Linked DNA regions of Sus scrofa: region 2 is linked to region 1. Evidence: chromatin contacts called from public promoter capture Hi-C data. All regions are on one chromosome and are shown on one strand. Each heading gives the region's core, a stretch centred on a gene start, on an enhancer-like site or on the middle of the called end of the contact. The rest is flanking DNA. Distances are from core to core; before and after follow the strand shown. Region 1 holds the start of TAGLN2 (transgelin-2). Region 2 holds the start of CRP (C-reactive protein, pentraxin-related).

Region 1 (3,945 bases), core at 1,268-3,767:
ACCACCCATGGGCCTGGCCCTGAGGCCCGCTGTGCTGCTCTTCGGGAGGAATTCCTGGCCTTCCGCCGCCGCCGAGATGCTGCCAGGTCCCGGCTACCAGCCTATCGCCAGCCAATCTCCCACCCTGAACAGGCCACTCTGCTGTGAATGCCCCAACGTGAGGCAGGGTGAAGGCACACAGACCCTGCAGAGGAGGCCCCCAGCAAGACCTAGCTCCAGCCTGGGACACTGCCCCTGCCCCTGTGGTGCCCAGGCACACATCCTGACCATAGGCTTGGTGTGGGGTGTATGTGCTGAGCCCCTGGAGCCTGGGGGACTGAAACAGGGATCTTAGGTCTGTGTGTGTGTGTGTGTGTGTGTGTGTGTTGTTTGTGGTGTGGGTGAGGACTTTTTACAGGTGAATAAAGTCTGAAAAATGTTTCTGTGTATCATCTGGTTTTGAATTTGAGAGAGAAGTAGGAAAATCCCTGAGCCCTTAAAAAGGACAGATACATTCAACATCCATTCAAAAAGCATTTATTGGAGTTCCCTGGTGGCCTAGTGGTAAGAATCATGCATTGTCATGGCTGTGGGTCACTGTGTGGCCTGGATTCAATCCCTGGCCTCGGAACTTCTGTATGCTGAAGGCGCAGCCAAAAAAAAAAAAAAAAAAAAAAAGCATTTATTGAATGCCTAAAGAGGTCAGCTTCTGAATCTGAAGACCAGCTTTGAGCTAGATACTGAAGTAGAAAGTACAAAAGTCATGTCTTTGCCCTCAGGGGAGTTCTTTCTAGTGGATGAAGCAGGCAAGCAAAGAAATAGTCACAGGAAGTTCCCGTCATGGCACAGCAGAAACGAATCTGACTAGGAACCATGAGGTTGCGGGTTCGATCCCTTGCCTTGCTCAGTGGGTTAAGGATCCGGCCTTGTCGTGAGTTGTCATGTAAGTTGCAGATGCAGCTCAGAACTGGCATTGCTGTGGCTCTGGCATAGGCCAGTGGCTACAGCTCCGATTAGATTCCTAGCCAGGGAACCTCCATATGCCGCAGGTGCGGCCCTAAAAAGACAAAAAGGCAAAAAAAAAAAAAAAAATAGTCACAGGATGATATGACAAGTCCTCTGACAAAGCTATGTGTTGGTTACTAGGGTAGCAAGAAGGAAGGAGTCAGCCAACAGTGAATGCTTACAGCTTGTGCTGGGACAAATGCTACCTCTGGGGTGGGCCTCTGCAGGCATCCTCACAGAAAGTGGGAGCAATGATAATAGCTGTCAGCTGAGCACTCACTGTGTGCCGGGCACTGCTCTAAGCTCTTCACATGTATCATTTAATTCTCTACCACTCTAAGGTAAGTAGTACCATTAGCTCTATTTTTATAGACCAGGGAGCTGGGGTGTAGAGCTTTAGTGATTTGCCCCGAGGTCACAAAGTCCATGAGGGGTAGGGCAGGTGAGAAGACAGTCAAGGGAAGGAGGAACAGCCTATGTGAAGGCATGGAGGAGTGAAAAGACTTGGCCTCCCAGGGTGTCAGTGTGCACTGGAATATTCAGGAAGGGAGTATGGGGAAGAGAGAATGGAGAAGTAGGAGGGCATTGGTTGTTGATGTCCTTAAAAACCAGCATATATGGGATCGTCTAACAGCTATGAAAACTCCACTGATGGAGTTCATGGCTCAGAGGTTACGAACCCAACTAGTATCCATGAGGACACAGGTTCGATCCCTGGCCTTGCTCAGTGAGCTAAGGATCTGTAGTTGCTGTGAGCTGTGGTGCAGTTTGCAGACACGGCTCTGATCCCACATTATTGTGGCTATGGTATAGGCTGGCAGTTGCAGCTCTGATTGGACCCTTAGCCTGGGAACTTCTATATGCCGCAAATGCGACCCTGAAAAGACAAAAAAATTTAAAAAAAAAACCAAAAAATAAATAAAACTACACTGATAGCTGCAAGCAGGGACTCCATCCACCACAAATGATGTTCTCCTCCACCATCAGAGATGGAGGAACTGCCAGCCTCCTCCTCCTCTCTCTCTTTTTAAGGGCTGCACCTATTTCATATGGAAGTTCTTAGGCTAGGGGTCCAATCAGAGCTGCAGCTGCCAGCCTACACCACAGCTCATGGATACTAGGTTTGTTGCCCCTGAGCCACAACGGGAACTCCCTGAGGGCTCTTCTTCTGATCCCTCCAGGATTTAAGAGATGCCAGGCCTTGCTGTACAGTGGGAAAATAAAAAAAATAAAATAAAATAAAATTAAAAAAAAAAGAGATGCCAGGTCATGGAGGAGGAGATGAAGGGGAAAAAGTCAAGTCTGAACCCTGGGTCCCAACACTGGTCACACCCCTTAGGCCCTGAGAAAGGAATGACTTCACTGTTAGTCTCTGCCCAGGCTTGAAGAAGGTGGGGAGCAAGACCAAGTCCGGGAGCTGTCCTGGCCTGCATGTCACACCCTAGTCAATTGTGGGGGGGTGGGTGGGGAGTGTCTTCCTGTGCCTCTGTTTACCTAAACATCCTTTTTAAACCAAGAGGCTTCTTCGCACGTAAAAAACGCCCTTCTTGCGCTAACCTAGGCAGAAAGTTTCCCACTGGGGCACAAGTTTACGGGTTCTAGGGTAGGTGTAGAAGTTCTCCAGGGCGGAGGCTACTGTCTTGAGATCCTTTAACCCAGGTTCTGGTCTCCAGCCCCATCTCTTAAGCACTGCCCTCCGCTTCTGCAGTGCGGCGCCTTTAAACCCTCTCGGCCTTGCCCCGCCTTTGGTCCGCCCCGTCCGAGGCGGGAGCCTGCTGAAAACCCCCGGCCCAGCCCAGGCGCTCCATTCGCGCGGCAGCCCCAGTCTTAAGTGCGCAATTCTCCTGCCTGAGTGAAAGGTGAGCTGGAGGGAGGGGGTCCGTCGGGGCGGGGGAGGGGGGATGTGCGCGGTCTCTAGGCTGCAGGAAGCCCGAGCTTGCGACCTGCTCCTGTGAGCTTGGGGACCAAGGGCTCGCAGGCAGGGGTCCGATGACTGCTCTGCCCCGCCCCGGGCTGTCAGGTCTGTCCTCAGACTCTGACCCCGCATTGTTGAGCCATGAGGTCAGGCGGTGTTGCGGGTGCATAGACGGGGCGTCTGTCTGGATCAGGGACGTGGGGACTGCGTCCCTCCCGCGGACTTCAGCTCCAGATCCGTGCTAGGGTGAGGAAAGGAGGGCGTCAGGGACTGGCCCCGAGGGACGGGGCGTACAGGGTCCCAGCGCCCACCCTGGCCCGCTCCGCGCCGCCGGGGCTTCCCGCGCGACCCTTCACTTCCTGATTCCAGGAACACGTGTGGGTGCTGCTTGCCCTCTGCGTCCCAGTCCTTTCTCTTTATTCTCCTGCAGATCTTTTTTCTAGGGACTCCGAGGCGCGGTTTGGAGCAAGGGGGCTCCGTGCGCGGGTCCCGCAGTGGCCTCCCCTTCCAGGGTTGGCGCCGGGAGTTAAAGCCCCAGTCGCCTTGAGGAGAGTCCCCTGATCTCAGACATCTGGGAGGCTGCAGCTCTGACCGCGCCCCGGGGTGCCCTGCCTGTAGGCGGTGGTGTTGGGGGAGGGTGGCGGCTTTCCCGCGCCTCCAGCCCCTACGGGAGCCGATGCCCCCACTCCTTGCCCCCTACTGCTGGGAAAGTCGGTGGTGGCCGCGGGCGGGCGGGCTGCCCAGACCACTGCGTCACCCCAGCGGCGGGCGGTGGGTGACTCATCCCAGTAACGGCCCAGGGTGTGGCGAGGGGGGCGGCTGTGGGGGCCGGACCAGCAGGACCGGAAATGGACTGCCGCCTGGCCTCCACCCCTTCACCCCGGCTCTGCAGGCCTCCTGGAGTCTCCAGGAGCCGGTACCCGTGAGATTCAGGGGGAAACGTGCTATCAGTGAGCAGAAGTGAGGATGGACTGGTGTGGAGATCCGGTGCAGGAGGCTCTCCTAGTTTTCTGACTCCAGAGCACCAGACAGAGGGCCGGTTCCCC
Region 2 (4,267 bases), core at 6-2,505, 220 kb after region 1:
ATCATCATGCCTCACACCAGGCAAAGGGAAGGGAGAAGTGGAAGGTAGAGCAGATGCCTTCACTTTAAAGGGCACAACCTGGAAATCATCCCTCTTACTTCTGTTCATATCTCACTGGCCAGAACATACTCACATTCTCATTCCCAGCTGCAAGGGAGGCTGGGAAATTCATTGGCTAGGTGACCATGTGCCCAACCACCAATGCCACTCTTACTGTAGGAGAAGTGGAGAATGGACACTGGGGAGCTAGAAGCCCCTGCTACAAAAGGTATGGTCATTCTTCTCTGATGACTTCTATTTCTCAATAAAGAAAAAGTGAATGCTGGGAGTTCCCATCGTGGCTCAGTGGAAACAAATCTGACTAGTATCTGTGAGGATGTAGGTTCAATCCCTGGCCTCACTCAGTGGGTTAAGGATCCAGTGTTTCTGTGAGCTGTGGTGTAGGTTGCAGGTGCAGCTCAGATCCCGATTTGCTGTGGCTGTGGCTGTGGCCAGTGGCTGCAGCTCTGATTTGGTCCCTAGCCTGGGAACCTCCGAGGGTGTGGCCCTCAAAAGACAAAAAAATAAAATAAAAAAAATTTTGAATGCTGAGTATAAGAATGGATGAGATTTGGGGGTAAGAAGAGAGGAGGAGAAAAATAATCATCCTGAAGGGTGATTTCAGTAGGGAACGGTACTAAGATTGCCAGGCATCATGGAGAAACTACTTGAATTTTGTGAATAAAGGAAATGGCAGGGTCAGATCATCCTGACACCTCCCTAAACCCTGACATATTGAGAAAATATGAAGACACATTGGCATATGGTATATTTGTGATCAAGCACATGTTTCACTGCACCAGAGATTTCTTAAAAATTAAATTCAATGCGCTAAGAAAAATTTGTCCTTGGCTCAGAAAATGGCATGTTTGTTTTCAGCATTTCCCAATCTGTCAACTAGAGGCCTCTGTAAAGGGTGAGCCATGATGGTCAGCTCCAGAGGCTCTTCGCTTTCTTCCAGAAAACCCAATGACCCAATGACTTGGGCTGAAGAAGGTGCTAGAGTTGCAGCTATCATGTGCAATCAGATGGCTATTCTTCTACTAAGATAAGATTTTCCATTATTTCACAGGATAGACAGCCAAAGTGGAGTCCTTGGAGAGCTTCTTCATTTCTCCTGTCACAGAGGTGACTCAGTAGTCACAGGAGTTTGTAATAAATAACCCACATCGATTTCTCTGTTCTGGAACTATGTTGCTTCCCTTCCTCCCAGAGCCCTGACACTGCGAGAAGCAGAATTGGAAGTCATTTACATAGTGGCACAGACGCTTCTACTGCCTTGGGTATAAATCCAGGCAGGATGGGGCAAGTCTTGAGAGGAGGGATCTAGGACTTCTAGTCCCTGAGCTTTCAACCAAAGGCATCTTCTCCAAGGGGGTGAATCCATATTCTGTTACCACTGGCAGCAGAGAGTGACATGGAGAAGCAGTTGTGGTGTTTCCTGGTCTTGATCAGCTTCTCCAATGCTTTTGGCCAGTCAGGTAGGGGCTACCTGGGGCTATGCCAGCGATTTGATCTGAACGATGAAGGTGAAGTCAGAGGAACATCCAGCCTAGACGAGTGTGTGTGTGTGTGTGTGTGTGTGTGTGTGTGTGTGTGTGTGTGTGTGCGCGCGCATAACTGAGGAACAATCAGTCTATTTCTCAAGCCCAAATTCTATATGTAAGGAATAGATCTTTGTGATTTGAGAAATTTCTCCTCTCTCTTCTGTTTTCCATCTCACAGACTTGCATAAGAAGGCCTTTGTGTTTCCCCAAGAGTCGGATAATTCCTACGTGTCCCTGAAAGCGCAGTTAAAGAAGCCACTCAAGGCCTTTACCGTGTGTCTCCATATCTACTCAGAACTGGCCTCAACCCGTGGGTACAGCGTTTTCTCTTATGCCACCAAAAAACAACCTAACGAGATCCTCATATTTTGGTCTAAGGGCAGAGGATATATTCTTGGAGTGCGTGGGACTGAGGTATTATTCAAGAGTCCTGAAAACACCGCAGCTCCGACACACATCTGTGCCAGCTGGGAGTCCGCCTCTGGGATTGCAGAGTTCTGGGTGGACGGGAAGCCCAAGGTGAGGAAGAGCCTGGAGAAGGGAGCCTCCGTGGAGGCAGAGGCAAGCATTATCCTGGGGCAGGAGCAGGACACATTCGCTGGGGAGTATGAGAAGAACCAGTGTTTGGTGGGGGACATTGGAGATGTGAACATGTGGGACTATGTGTTGTCACCAGAGGAGATTAGCACTGTCTATGCTGGTGGGACCTTCAGTCCTAATGTCCTTAACTGGCGGGCGCTGAGTTATGAAATGAGTGGCGAGGTGTATGTCAAGCCCCAGCTGTGGCCCTGAGGCCATGCCGCTGTGGTCCTGGAGGTGTTTCCTGACAGTTGCACTCTGTGGTTCTAGACTGGCCCCAGCCCCTGTACACACACTGCAAGCCAGCTCTGTGAACACAGGCTCTCACATCCCTGCTCTACCCTCCTCAGTGCCAGAGAGGGCATTCAAGTGTCTGGCTTGGGAGGCTGTGAACTACATTGAGAAGTTTTGGTTTTGGTTTTTGGTTTTTACAGCAGGATCAGAATTGCAGGTGTGTTTGGTTCTGTTATTGCTATTTTTTTTTTAAGTTGAAAAAATCTTAGAGACAATACCTTTCCTTCATGTAGATGAGAAAATTGGGACCCAGAAAGGAGAACTGATTTTTTTTTTTTTTAAAGTCACAAGGAGAATCTTTCTCTGAGTTGAGAAAGGTGTGCTGTCTTCTACCTAATTTCCTACCCAAGACTTCCTAGAAAGTAGGAGGGACTTGCCCTTCCATCTCAGAGTTATGACATTGGGCCAGGTCTTTGGAAATGGGAACTCCTAAAAAAGACAAAAGACAAAAAGGAAAAAAAAAAAAAAGAAATGGGAAACCTAGCAATACTGTACATTCTTCCCATTTCTCAAAGTACCCCAGAAAGGCAATCAGAATGGCCCTAGTAGAGAAGACCTATCTATTTCCCTAGACAAAGTGGAGCATTTAGATGTAGCTACCGTAATTATTAGTGCCAAGGTCTTACAGAGCCATGTTTTTTGTTTGCTCACAGTGATTTCTTAATTTTGTGGTTCTTTCGGGAAACTCTTCTCAAACTCCACCTTTTCCCCAACATACCCAGGCCACAGAGTGGCTGTGACCCACGCTATCCTAATAGAGTAGCCCCAATCCTATTTGGAGATTGGGGGGGATGATTGTATGTTCCTGGAAGGACCAATTTTAGTCTTCCCAGGATTGTTTTATGAACTTTGGGAGTGAGACATCTTCCTGCTGGAATTCCAAGCTATGAGGGTATTAGCCTGAGATCTCCAAAAGCCATCTCATTTAAACATGGAGAAGGAATATGAGGAAAGAAGCCAAGCTGGGACCAGCAGAGCCAAAGGACTGACAGCACAGACAGGCAGCTTTGACTGCCCCATTTGAATTTCTGAGTCACCCTTGCCCAGAACCAGATCTGTATCTGGACGTCCCAACTTACTGAACTAATAAAGCCCTCGTTTACATTAGTGAGTTTCAGCTGTTCTTTAATGGTTGCATTTGAAGCGGTGACCAACTTTTCTAATGATCCTCTGAAACCAAGTCCCTGTGAGTTCAGACCTGCTGTTACCTGTCCTGCAATAACATACCTATTGGCACTCTAACCTCTCCTAGAATCTCCTATAGGGATTCTCTCTGATGAGCATAGCTTCTCTTTTGTGATAGCTGATCATTGATGTGAGGTCAAATGTGGGGGTTTAAAAAGCTCACTCTAGGGAGTAAGAGGTACACATTATTATGTTCAAAATAAGCTGCAAGGATATATTGTACAACATGGGGAGTATAGCCAATATTTTATAACTGTAAATGGAGTATAATCTTAGGAATGTGTCTCACTACATTGTACACCTGTAAATTTTATAATATTGTACAGCAACTATACTTGAATTTAAAAAAAAAATCTCTCATTCAATCACTATTCTAGTTTGAGGAACAAAGACTAAAGATCATTGAGATCCAAGAATTCGCTAATTCCCGTCGTGGCGCAGTGGTTAACGAATCCAACTAGGAACCATGAGGTTTTGGGTTCGATCCCTGGCCTTGCTCAGTGGGTTAAGGATCCGGCGTTGCTGTGAGCTGTGGTATAGGTCGCAGACACGGCTCGGATCCCGAGTTGCTGTGGCTCTGGTGTAGGCCGGCGGCTGCGGCTGATTGGACCCCTAGCCTGGGA

The links. Promoter capture Hi-C pulls out the DNA fragments that hold promoters and counts their contacts.
Region 2: a promoter capture Hi-C map of liver shows a contact between it and region 1, with 2.8 times the contacts expected there. The contact joins the promoter of CRP here to the promoter of TAGLN2 in region 1. A contact is called at or near these places in 1 of 5 promoter capture datasets (liver) and 1 of 2 datasets of contacts at active chromatin or transcription factors (alveolar macrophages).

What each region holds. Positions count from the first base shown.
Region 1 is chr4:90,563,755-90,567,699 of Sscrofa11.1, forward strand. TAGLN2 (transgelin-2) reads left to right here and starts at 2,518. Exons shown (of 5, transcript XM_003125672.5): 1 at 2,518-2,843. IGSF9 (protein turtle homolog A) reads left to right here. Exons shown (of 21, transcript XM_021089579.1): 21 at 1-420. The coding sequence ends at 147.
Region 2 is chr4:90,781,486-90,785,752 of Sscrofa11.1, forward strand. CRP (C-reactive protein, pentraxin-related) reads left to right here and starts at 1,256. Exons shown (of 2, transcript XM_003355107.4): 1 at 1,256-1,520; 2 at 1,765-3,566. The coding sequence starts at 1,457. The coding sequence ends at 2,378.